Linked DNA regions of Gossypium hirsutum: region 2 is linked to region 1. The links are chromatin contacts, called in public Hi-C maps. All regions are on one chromosome and are shown on one strand. Each heading gives the region's core, a stretch centred on a gene start, on an enhancer-like site or on the middle of the called end of the contact. The rest is flanking DNA. Distances are from core to core; before and after follow the strand shown. Region 1 holds the start of LOC107960317 (phosphatidylinositol-3-phosphatase myotubularin-1). Region 2 holds the start of LOC107930655 (calcium-dependent protein kinase 7).

Region 1 (5,476 bases), core at 979-3,478:
GACAAGTTATAAAAGGTTTCTAAAATAAGTTTTTCGTCAAATTGAATTGCACAAAACAGTTTTCAATTATATAAATTATTACAATATCTTATTTAATTATATAAAATATTATTCAATTACATAAATTATTACAAATTTACAACATTCATAATGTTTGGTGTAAATCTAACAACATTTATTTCTTTGTTTCAAATCTCATATTATTTTATATAACATGAATTACATAAAAGATAATCTGATTATAAAAAAATTTATAATTTTTTCGTAATGTTTGACTAACATTAGACTAAACAAAGCTCATATTAAGGAGAATTTTTTTTAAAAAATAAATCAGTTTTCAATATATTTTTTTCTTTATTTTGTTGAAGTGTCAATTCTAATTAAAGGTGAATGTGCGATTAAGAATACACAATTATTCAAATGAACGAATCTTAATTTTATTTAATATAAAATAAAAAATTGCATTTAAGTTAGTCTAAAAAAACATAAAATATTATATAAAAAATAAATTTTATTTATTAGAAGCAGTATTTTATATCATGTATACTTCTATTGTTTATAAATATAAACTTTAGAGAAGTATTGTAAACATTCTTATTGATATTTTTTACATGATACCTAGAATTATTTATAGTCCCTCCTCAACTCATAAATAGAAGAATAATGCGTTTTAGTACACTCAAACTCACGTTCTCCTATATTTACAACAATACTAATACCAATCGAATTAAGATTCCATCAACTAATACATTTTTATCTTTAAAAAATCAAATGAGTTTAATCAACTCTATAACTTAAAAATATAAAATAAATTTAAATTATGTGATACTCACTAGCAGATAAATAAAATATTATATAAGAAATATATAATATTAACATTAGCATGCAACCTGCTCATCTATTTTAAATTTAACATCAAAATCAAATAAACCACCCATTTAAGATTTCTTTTAAGGCTGTGGTTTAAACTATTTTATTTTAAAAAATTATAAATCATCAAATATAAATAATTTAATACATTTATTTTTTTAAATGAATTTTTACTCCTTTCTCAATTAAATGTAATGGTGTCTCAGTGTTAACTCAATTAAAAATTTTATATTAATTTATATTATTAGTCTTTGTATGACAAGTAAGTTATAGATTTAGATTATATACTTCAATTCTTGTCGTATTACTAACATCATGCTATGTTGGCTTTTCTGTTTTCACATATTAAGAGATTTAATACTTGTCACTTGTCATTTACATAAATACTAAATTTTAAAATTTGAAAAGTATTAGTCACTATATTATGCGTAAGTTGTGAATTTAGTCTATGTACTTTACTTTGTTTATTTTTCATTCTTATACTTTAAAAAAATTAAAATTTTAGTTCTAACTAAATAGTAGTTATTAAATTAATCAAGTTATGCTATTTCCAAATTTTGATACTGCAGATATATTGCCACTTGTGTAATACCATATTAATTTACTATTTACACATATTATTTACTCAAAAACTAGTTAATAGATTTAACAACTACTATTTTGCAATAAGATTATAATTTCAAATTTTGAAAAATAGAATTAAGAGTAATCTAGTTAGAAAGCATTGACTAAATCTATAACTTTACACATAATATGAGACAAATAACATAATTAATCAAACAAATTTAACTATAATCCTTTAATAAAACTAAAATTCCAAAATTTAAAAAGTGCAAAATTAAAATTAACTAATTTGAATAATACAAATAATAAAACTGATCAAAACTTTACTAATTGTAAATGAATTAATATCATCCAAACTTTATAAATAAATAGTTTAGTCAATCGTTTGTTCCTTTAAGATTTAATGTGGTTTAAATGGGCAAGGCGGTACAGTACAATATATTTAATTTATTTTTATCTTATATTACAATATTTAATCTTATCATTACCGTTATTTTTACACTATCCGCAGATTAACTTACAAATCCAAACTCATAATTAGAAAAGTAAAATAATAAATTTATAAATTATGCATGTTAACATTTATAGGTATGGATCATGTAATTAATTTTTAGAAAAAGAAAACTATTTAATTAAGAAAACCAATATATAAGTTGATATGAATGTCATAATTTTCAAAATTCGGTTAAACTGATAGATTAGATTAAAATTTTATTTGAATTAAAGGTTGAATTATTTTTTAATATTTTATTTTAATAAATTATTGAATTGAATGGAATGATCGGTTCTGTCACCCGCAAAAACAAGGTTAGATGTAAAATTGAGTCCTACATAAATGGTTTGTTGGATCGAAATTGAATGATGAAATCATCAAACTAACCCATCACGCATTTGTTGTTTATGTGGCGATGCCGAAAAGCCGAAAACTTAACCCTCCCTTTGCCGCACGTCTCTTTCCTCTACTTTCTCTCCCCAATATCATTCCTTTCAATCACTTCTTTACTTTTTAATTTTCATTTTTCCCCCTTAAAAAAAGCGCTGAAAATTGAACTCAATAATCACCGGCTATGGCTGCATCGAGGCCGTCCCGATCGGTCTCCGCCAGAGACATTTCTATCGGTTGCGAAAGGTTGGACGGTGCTGGTAGTTGGGACACCCTTGAATGGACCAAAATTGAGGTTTTCTTTTTCTTTTTGGAAAATTCATGTTTCCAATTGTAGGGTTTTCTTTTTAAGGCTTGATTAGTTGATCGATTTCAATTGCAGCCAGTTACGAGGTCGGTTTCACATGCCAATTTCGAGTTTTTGCTTGAAGCTGAGCGAGTTCTAGATGAGGTAATTAAGGATCATTTGTTTTGTTTTAAATTCCTTGAATTAAGTGGGCGCGCAATTTGAATTATTGGTGCAGGCATTTTGTAACAAATAATTTAGATCACAAATTATTATTTCAACTGAAACGAGAAATTCAGTGATTTTTAATTTATTTTTTTTAAAATAAATAATTTTATTGTTATAAAAAGGATAGCGTAAGTAATGCCATTTTTATAGCATAAGTAATGCCATTTTTAATTTACTTCTTTTTTCCAGGGCCATGGTGTTGTTCTTGTTAATACCGATGAGGCTGGAACCTTGTTTGTTACCAACTTTCGTCTTCTCTTTCTCGTGAGTCATTTACCTTATGAAATTTAGTATTTGGTAAATTGTTGCCATCTAGCATTTTGGCAACATATGACAGCATCATGTTAGCATATTGGGTGAGTGAAAGGATACTGGGTTGCAGAATGGATATATATTTGTATATTTTGAACTTGAAATAGATTACATTTACATGTAAGATTATAGAAAATTAGCTCTAATTCTAAGCACCTAACAACTTACACAGTTACTTGATATCTAATAATGTAGTTCAATCTCTGGTTTTTTTTTTTTAAGTAAATAGGTTGAATGCTCCAATTTAATCCATGTCTAATTATCATGCTTTAACTTTTGTTTTAGGTTGATCTCACCCAATTACTCTTAATTCGGAAATTATAGGTTTTTGCTTACTGTATGATTTGATATTGGTATCGGTACAGAAATCGTTGATCTCACAATCTAATATGCTTAATTATTTCTTTATGAGATGTCTTGTTTTGTTATGAAATTATTCTGCATGATGGTTGTTTATGTAGAGAAGATGAAAACATCTTAATAGAGATGACATAAGAGTTTGAAGAGACAAAAGGCATTCACAAAGAAAAGAACGAGCAATTTGTATTAGAAGAGACAATTATTATAATGGCTCGAATGAGTTAATAATGATGATAGAAAATGGACAGGCAATAGCATGTCCGCAGGGCTTCATTATTTCTGTTGCATTTTGCAAAACTTCTATGACATCACTATTCATGAATCTCTGTTATATGTATGCTTTAGTAGTACATGTATTTATTCATTCTTGTTACAACTTCAATGTAATTGATCAATTTTCTCCTTTTCTCCAAAGAGTGACGGGACCAGAAATATTGTTCCACTAGGTACCATTCCACTGGCAACAATTGAGAAATTCAACAAAATGGTAAGTTATTGTTTGTTGTTAAGCCTTGAGATAGGAGCTTTGCCTCAGGTGGAGATTCAATTTGAATATATGGTGCAACAACCTCAATGTGGACCCTGCCAGTATAAATGAAGTTCGTTGGAATGAGTCTTAAGTGAGACTTTGGATCAGTACTGGGGTGGGGTGAGGGAGAGGAACTTTTTATTTGATCTTTATTCATTTCTGAGATAGTTGAGCAGTAAGTTCAATAGAGTGTTTTTAGAATTTCTCAAAGTTTTATAGGCTGGAAGAAGTCATCCTTGAGTACTCTTTTGATGCATTGTTTGGTCTTATATCATCTAAGAGTGACTGTTTGTCAGCTGCATTCTGTTATGTCAGCTCAGTTAACCAACTGGCTCATGATACTTGATAGGTCTTAAATTGAATGGTCTCTTTCTTATTTCCATAAGTTTCCTAGCCATCCAATAGTTGTCCGCGCAGAAAAAAAATAAAAGAAAGGCATGCAATGGCATAGGAAGTGTTTTAGGTCTTAATTCTTGCATGTATATTATTCTTTGTACAGGGTTGATATGCATTTATGTCTGTGCATGTGTGTGATTCTTTTTGTTTTTCTACTGTTGATAGTAGCATCATTAATTATTCTACGTTTCTTCTACTGGATAATTTTATTTTCTTTGTTGGCCGGAATATGTGTAGGTAGTGAAGATTCAATCAACTTCACGCAATACTAACAAGTCTTCATCACGCCGTCTTCTTCAGATCATCGGTATGCTATGAATCTCTTCTAATACCTCAATTGTTTAAAAGAGAATTTTCCAAATGTATTGTAGAAATCTTCCCCTTTTCCCCCATTAGAATATGCGTGAAACTTTGAAGTTTGATGGGACATGGAAATAAAAAAATGGTAGGGTCTGGAGGAATGGAATGCAGACCTGGAGAGAGAGAGTAAAGACAACAATTAGGGATTATGCTTTACCTTTGTTTGTGAAGGTGAATAAGGTTAGAATTTATTGTCGTTATATGCTAATGTAGAGTTAATTTATAACAGATTTTGTAGGGGGGAAAAAGAAATACCAGTAAAAAATGACTTCCAAATCCCAGGTTGGTTGAATTTAGAGAACTGATGTTTGAGAGGAGTTGTGGGAATTTGGTTCCTACCTAAATTCCCACATGGGTATTTTAAAAGCCTTAACATTCTTGCAGAAGATGCCAGTAGTGTTTCCTTCTAATATATTTCTTAGAAAGTAGCTTAACAATCTTTTAAACTTATTGTTTGTCACCCAAAAATTACAACAATGCTAATTTAATATCTTATATGCAGTTTAATTTCTTATGCTGCTAGAGCATATTTGCTTGGGTCATAAGCTGCTCTCTGATTCAATTGATATGGAAACAGTGATGGACCTTATGGCTTCTCTTCATCTTGCAGGAAAAGATATGAGAATTATTGTTTTTTGTTTTCGCCCTCGAACAAAGCAGGTCAGTTTTAGTTGTTAATTATTTGGGT
Region 2 (5,476 bases), core at 1,068-3,567, 510 kb after region 1:
TCAAATAGTCATAGCCCAAATACAAAATATAATGAACAAATTCACATGCATGTAGAAAGATCATTAGCTACTGGTCAAATACAAAATATAATGACAGTTTTGGTCAAATAGTCATAGCCCAAATACAAAATACAAAATAATACTAATTATCACCATAGGATCTTTAGCAGCAGAAAGATCATTATCTACTGGACCTTTTTGTTTAGCTAAACTTCTAGAATTTGCAATCAGGCCAGAATGCCTCCTGTGTGTAGGATCTGCTGAAGACCAACCAGAAGGTCTGGTCTCTTCACCTGTGGAAAATCTACCATATCATCATGTTGCTCCAGATAAACCACGGGGCATTATCTAAAAATACTATGTGACTGAATATACATAAATAAAAGAAATAATCAAGTAAAAAATAAACTATTGCAATATATGATCAGACAAAATTAGAAGCAAGAAAAATAGAACATGCTTGACTGACTATCAGCAATTGCACCTACAGTAGGTAAGTTAGAGCTAGTTCCAGCACCAGGGCCCTGGAAAACATTTAAAAATGCAACATACAATCAATAAAAACTAGTCAAAGGTGGTGCAAAGTGGATTATTACCCTTAGAGCTCTCTTCTTCAGCTTGTACATTATAGAAAATTGTTTGACCCTAGCTTTCACAGTCTCACCCAACAGAACGTTGGGTGCTTTCTTGGCATTTTGTAGCCATGGATGTTCTGCATACAATAGTTGGGATTATTTTTCATGCATAGAAAATATATATCAATATAAATAAATCATACAACATTTACAGAAGGTTACCAAGCACTTCCTGTACTGTAAGATGCTGCTTTGGATCAGGATTAAGCATTTTCTTTACAAGGTCCTTTGCATTGTCCGAAACCTTAGGCCATGGGTCCCTCTTAAAGTCAATAGCAGAGCGAATAATTTCTTGTGTCACTTGAATCAACAACATAAATTATTGCTTGTGTATTTGGGAAATAGCATCTCCAATATGCCCTGTAAAAGATGCAGATTAAAAAGAAAAGTGGAAGACTAGTGTTAGAGGGTGGTGAAGTCAATCGGCGTGTTCAACAAGCAGCAAATTGCCCGATGAAAGGACTAAAATCATCACAAAGAAAGTAAATTGGAGATGAAAAATTTCAAAAAACAAAACTCCTTGAGTAAATAAATGAAAAATGATGAATCTTCTTTCATCTCACCTTATTGTCCAGCTAAAGAGCAGCCAAAAAAACCCACAAGATGTCCCCATATCAGAATTAAATAAATAGAAGAAGCAAAGTAACTTAGAGGTTGCATCTCCATTAGTTAGAAGACACACCACAACAGTTAAAGCTACTTTAACAAACCAATTTAAAACCTCATCTATTCCAAAAGTATTAAGATGTTTCCTTGAGACCACATAGCTTAAAAACAAGTACCTGATGCTTATCTGACCACCTGCAAAAAAAAAAAACTACATTTGATTTAAACTAGAACAAAGAGTTAAATGAATGTTACAACTTTATAGAATCTCACAGCTGATAAGCAAAATGGAGCTACATGTTTAAACTCAACAACTGAAACAATTTCTCTGTAAATTCAAGCCACAAAAGTTTCTGCTGATATAATTTTATACAATTCAAACTGTAACTAAAATTCCCAAAGGCCTTGTGGCAAATGCCAAAGCAAGCAGGCCAACCAGATAACTATAGGATCAAAAATGAAATTCAATGATTGTATTTTAAGTAAAAGGATTATTGTAAATTTCAATGATTCAATAAATTAAATTGAACTCCATTTGTATAAACTACATTAGCTGCTATTTCAGATTTATTAACGTTAACTTACCTAAATCTCATACTTGAAACTTGATGTTGTTGTATTGTACAGTCTTTACATTAAACCCAATCGCTCCAAAAAAGAGTTCAAAAAAATGGCGCATCGAAGCTGTTAGTCATTTAGAAAAAACAATGAAGACCCAAAACAAGAATGATAAAGAAGAATTGAGAGAGTAGCCTACAAAGGCAAACCTACTTGGAATTGTAGAGACTACCCCACCCATCTGAAGTCGATCTGTTGGAAGATGATCAAAATAATAATTAAAAAAATGGAATATGACCCTAACCTGAGAAGGCGAAAGCGTCGAGGGCGAAGGCGTTGATAGAGCTTCAGATGTGAGGAAGGGTAAAGTTAGTGAAGAGGCAGGAAGGAAATGGGAAAAAGAAAGAAAAAAAAAAGGTTTCAGACGTGAGGAAGGGAGAAGGGTAAAGTTGAAACTGAGACGTGAGGAATGGCTATTCTATGGGTAGGGTGTTGAATGCTATTTAGTGTGATTAGTGGGAATAGAGGAGGGATTGAAAGAGGCTGTAATAGGCATTACAACCAAACATTGGTTTGGTGGTGGGCCCATTGAATTGGGGCGTAATCTATTCCTATTATACCCAACCAAATATAATGTAATTCTTTATCGCGTAGTATACTAAGCGTCATACTCCTATAGTGCTCTTTGTATACATAATATTGCAACTCGAACTACCACCCTGGCACAATCCTAGCTTGGTCCCTCATGGCGTACTCACTCTTAAAGCGAACAGCATAAACGAACATTTGTAAGTTGACACAAACTTAGTGAGTTTTAACCCAAATTACCTTGAAGCATTTCATGTTGAATTCATCTTAAAGACTTTTGATTTCCTTTCTTTCTTTGGTGGATACTTTCTTAATATTAAGCGTATACATATACTCCAACTTCCATACTTAACCATCCTACACACAATTCACTCATTAAACAGATTCCAAACTTCACCACCTAATACAGATCTTATTTTTTTTTGAAAACAACTACACTTCTCAAAAGGATATCCATACAGAACCTACCTTCAACGGTTTCTCACTCAGTTGGATGTTGAATACCTTCCCCAAGATGGTGTACTCATAGATACTATTCTTAGCAGTTACTTATATTAACTAATCTTTTAAGATGAACTTCATACAGATCCTACATTTGCCAGATTCTCATACTGAATTGGCAACTATCAAATTACCAATCAGATCAGATCACAACTTATTCTGATGGACAAAATCTTCTAAGTCATCCCGTGAAATCCCAGACAACCATGTTACATATATGAGAACGCTCTGATTTGACGGACAACTTTTACTTTAGATAACATTTTTATATACAGCATGAAACACTCAAATTTGGCAGATACCATATAATTTATATTACTTCCTTACATAATGTAAACAAATTCAGATCTGGCAAACTCTTAGACTACTCATATTTACGAATATGCCAAATTACTTGTACTGACAGACTACTATGGTGGATTCACCTTTCAGAAATACTGTTGTGAACTTTTCAGGAAACACCTTTAAGTCATATTCAATTTCATCACAAGGCTATCCAAATAGAGATGTTTTCAAACTTACTCAAATCTCTACCACAAAGTTATCAAGTGAAGAAGTCTCTAAACTTATCCTAATTTTGCCTCAAAGGCAATTATCCAAATCTTACCTCAAGGGCATCATAGAATACGCCACACAAGTATCACAGAATAGGCTAGAAAGGCTTTATAGAATATGCCACAAAGTGTTTACAGAATACGCCACAAAAGCTTTACAAAATGTTATGTGTTTACTGTCTCGGTGGACTATCTCAGAGGGTGTCATGGGTTTCTCCTTCATGGTCTTGTACATATTTTCATACCATGCTCTACTTGTCTGATTTATATATTACCGGAGGCAAAACCATGAGTATTCTCATTATCATATAATGCCATGGATCTCTACCACATGGTCTTACACACATTTTCATAAAATGATCTATCAGCCCGGTTAGCAATGTACTTGCCCTACTGGAAGCATCACAAATGGTTGTGTTACTCACTTAACATGAAATGCACTTACCCAAATTCGTTCACACTTCTGACGAACTCATATTCTTTCATATATGATTTCATAAGCATATATACCACACATCATCTTAATCATGCAGCAAATCATATATATCATTTGTAATTATGCAGAACCTTTATGATAATTCACACACATACATTCACCAACTATCTGAGAAGACATCAATATCTACCATTATAAACTAACATGCAAGAGTCAGGACAAAGACTCACATGATACTCACCTTTACTGTAGCTCGGAGTTCCAAATCCAATTATCCTTCCTGAACCAGCAGCAGCACTAGAAGGTTGAAACATCCATCGATTAACCCAAAAACCTTAACTTCTAGGTTAACGAAAAGGAAAAGAATGTTTAGATCTAAGAAGAACTAGAGGGTGGAATAGAAAGAAGAAAAACCATCCCTATGTTCTCTTTTTACCGTATCTATATACCCAACTTCTCTTAGTAGATCTTAACAAGTGGTCATATTTACTAAAATTATACTTTGTTTTCCATACTAAAAATTTGGGGCAAGTAAAGAAAATCTGATGAAGTTGACGTTTAAAGATAAGCCAATCAAAAAGAGAGTCAAAACAGTCCAATTAACCATCAACTAATCCCATTATGAGAACTAACTATAACAGTGTTCATGCAAATCGGGCTTATTACACCTTGGCGGTGACTTGTGTATAGTGTGGTCTTAAAGACACTTTGCCCCTTACAACTTTCTCATATACTTAGTAGGCACTTTATGTTCAACCAAAACTCTGAGGTGTATCTTTCATTTGCTTACTCTTTCTTGAATTGAATAATACCCCTAAATGAAATCCTTGGATACTTCTACGGGCGAATACTTTATATCCTAACTTTAGTTTGCCAAAAGCTTGTAAAATGACGGACTATGCTACCATAGTGTGCCAAAATAGGTAACCTTTTTCACCTTTTTGTTAAATCAGTCTAATTTGGGATGTGACAGTTCAATTGTTAACCAATACATAAGCACTTTGGGTTCAAGACCTTCGAAGAAAATATCACATTATAGAACATAGGCTAGACAACATTGCGCAAGCTAATAGCTCATTTGTATGGTGTTCCTTTGTATTTGAAGAAATACTATTTGGCAGGTGGGCGATGGTAAACAGTCAAATTTTGGTTAAGTGTTTTGATTTCGGATCTTGGTCCTCTTTGGAATTATAAGTACTCTTCCACAGGAATTAATCAAAATGCTTTGGTTAATGAGATGACAACTTGATATGGGAAATGAGATTGGGGGAATCTCTCTTTATGGCTTGGTTATATTATGTTGCTTCGCATATGTACCTTCGTCCCTTCGAGATTAAATGGGGGCAAAGACATGATAACTTGGAAAAGGACGGTTAGTGGTCAATTTTTAGTTTCTGATGCTTATGTTGCCATTGCAATTCAGAATTGGATGCCATTAATAGTTGTTGGAAAGTTCTTTGGAAGCTTTAATGTCCACAAAAAGTTAAGAGTTTCCTTTGGCTTCTTGTGAAGAACTGACTCTTAACTAATACGAAGAGATGTAACAAGGGAATCGCCATCAATGCCTCTTCTCACCTATGTGGGGAAGTTCAAGAGAG

Evidence for each region. A called contact is a pair of places that touch in the nucleus more often than the background predicts.
Region 2: a Hi-C map of leaf shows a contact between it and region 1, with 2.2 times the contacts expected there. The contact joins the promoter of LOC107930655 here to the promoter of LOC107960317 in region 1. A contact is called at or near these places in 3 of 34 Hi-C or Micro-C datasets (callus and leaf).

The regions. Positions count from the first base shown.
Region 1 is chrA01:43,606,187-43,611,662 of Gossypium_hirsutum_v2.1, forward strand. LOC107960317 (phosphatidylinositol-3-phosphatase myotubularin-1) reads left to right here and starts at 2,229. Exons shown (of 19, transcript XM_016896636.2): 1 at 2,229-2,612; 2 at 2,700-2,768; 3 at 3,021-3,095; 4 at 3,919-3,990; 5 at 4,666-4,735; 6 at 5,399-5,448. The coding sequence starts at 2,502.
Region 2 is chrA01:44,113,034-44,118,509 of Gossypium_hirsutum_v2.1, forward strand. LOC107930655 (calcium-dependent protein kinase 7) reads right to left here and starts at 2,318. Exons shown (of 6, transcript XR_001693052.2): 1 at 2,013-2,318; 2 at 1,827-1,925; 3 at 1,199-1,436; 4 at 798-995; 5 at 597-712; 6 at 1-293.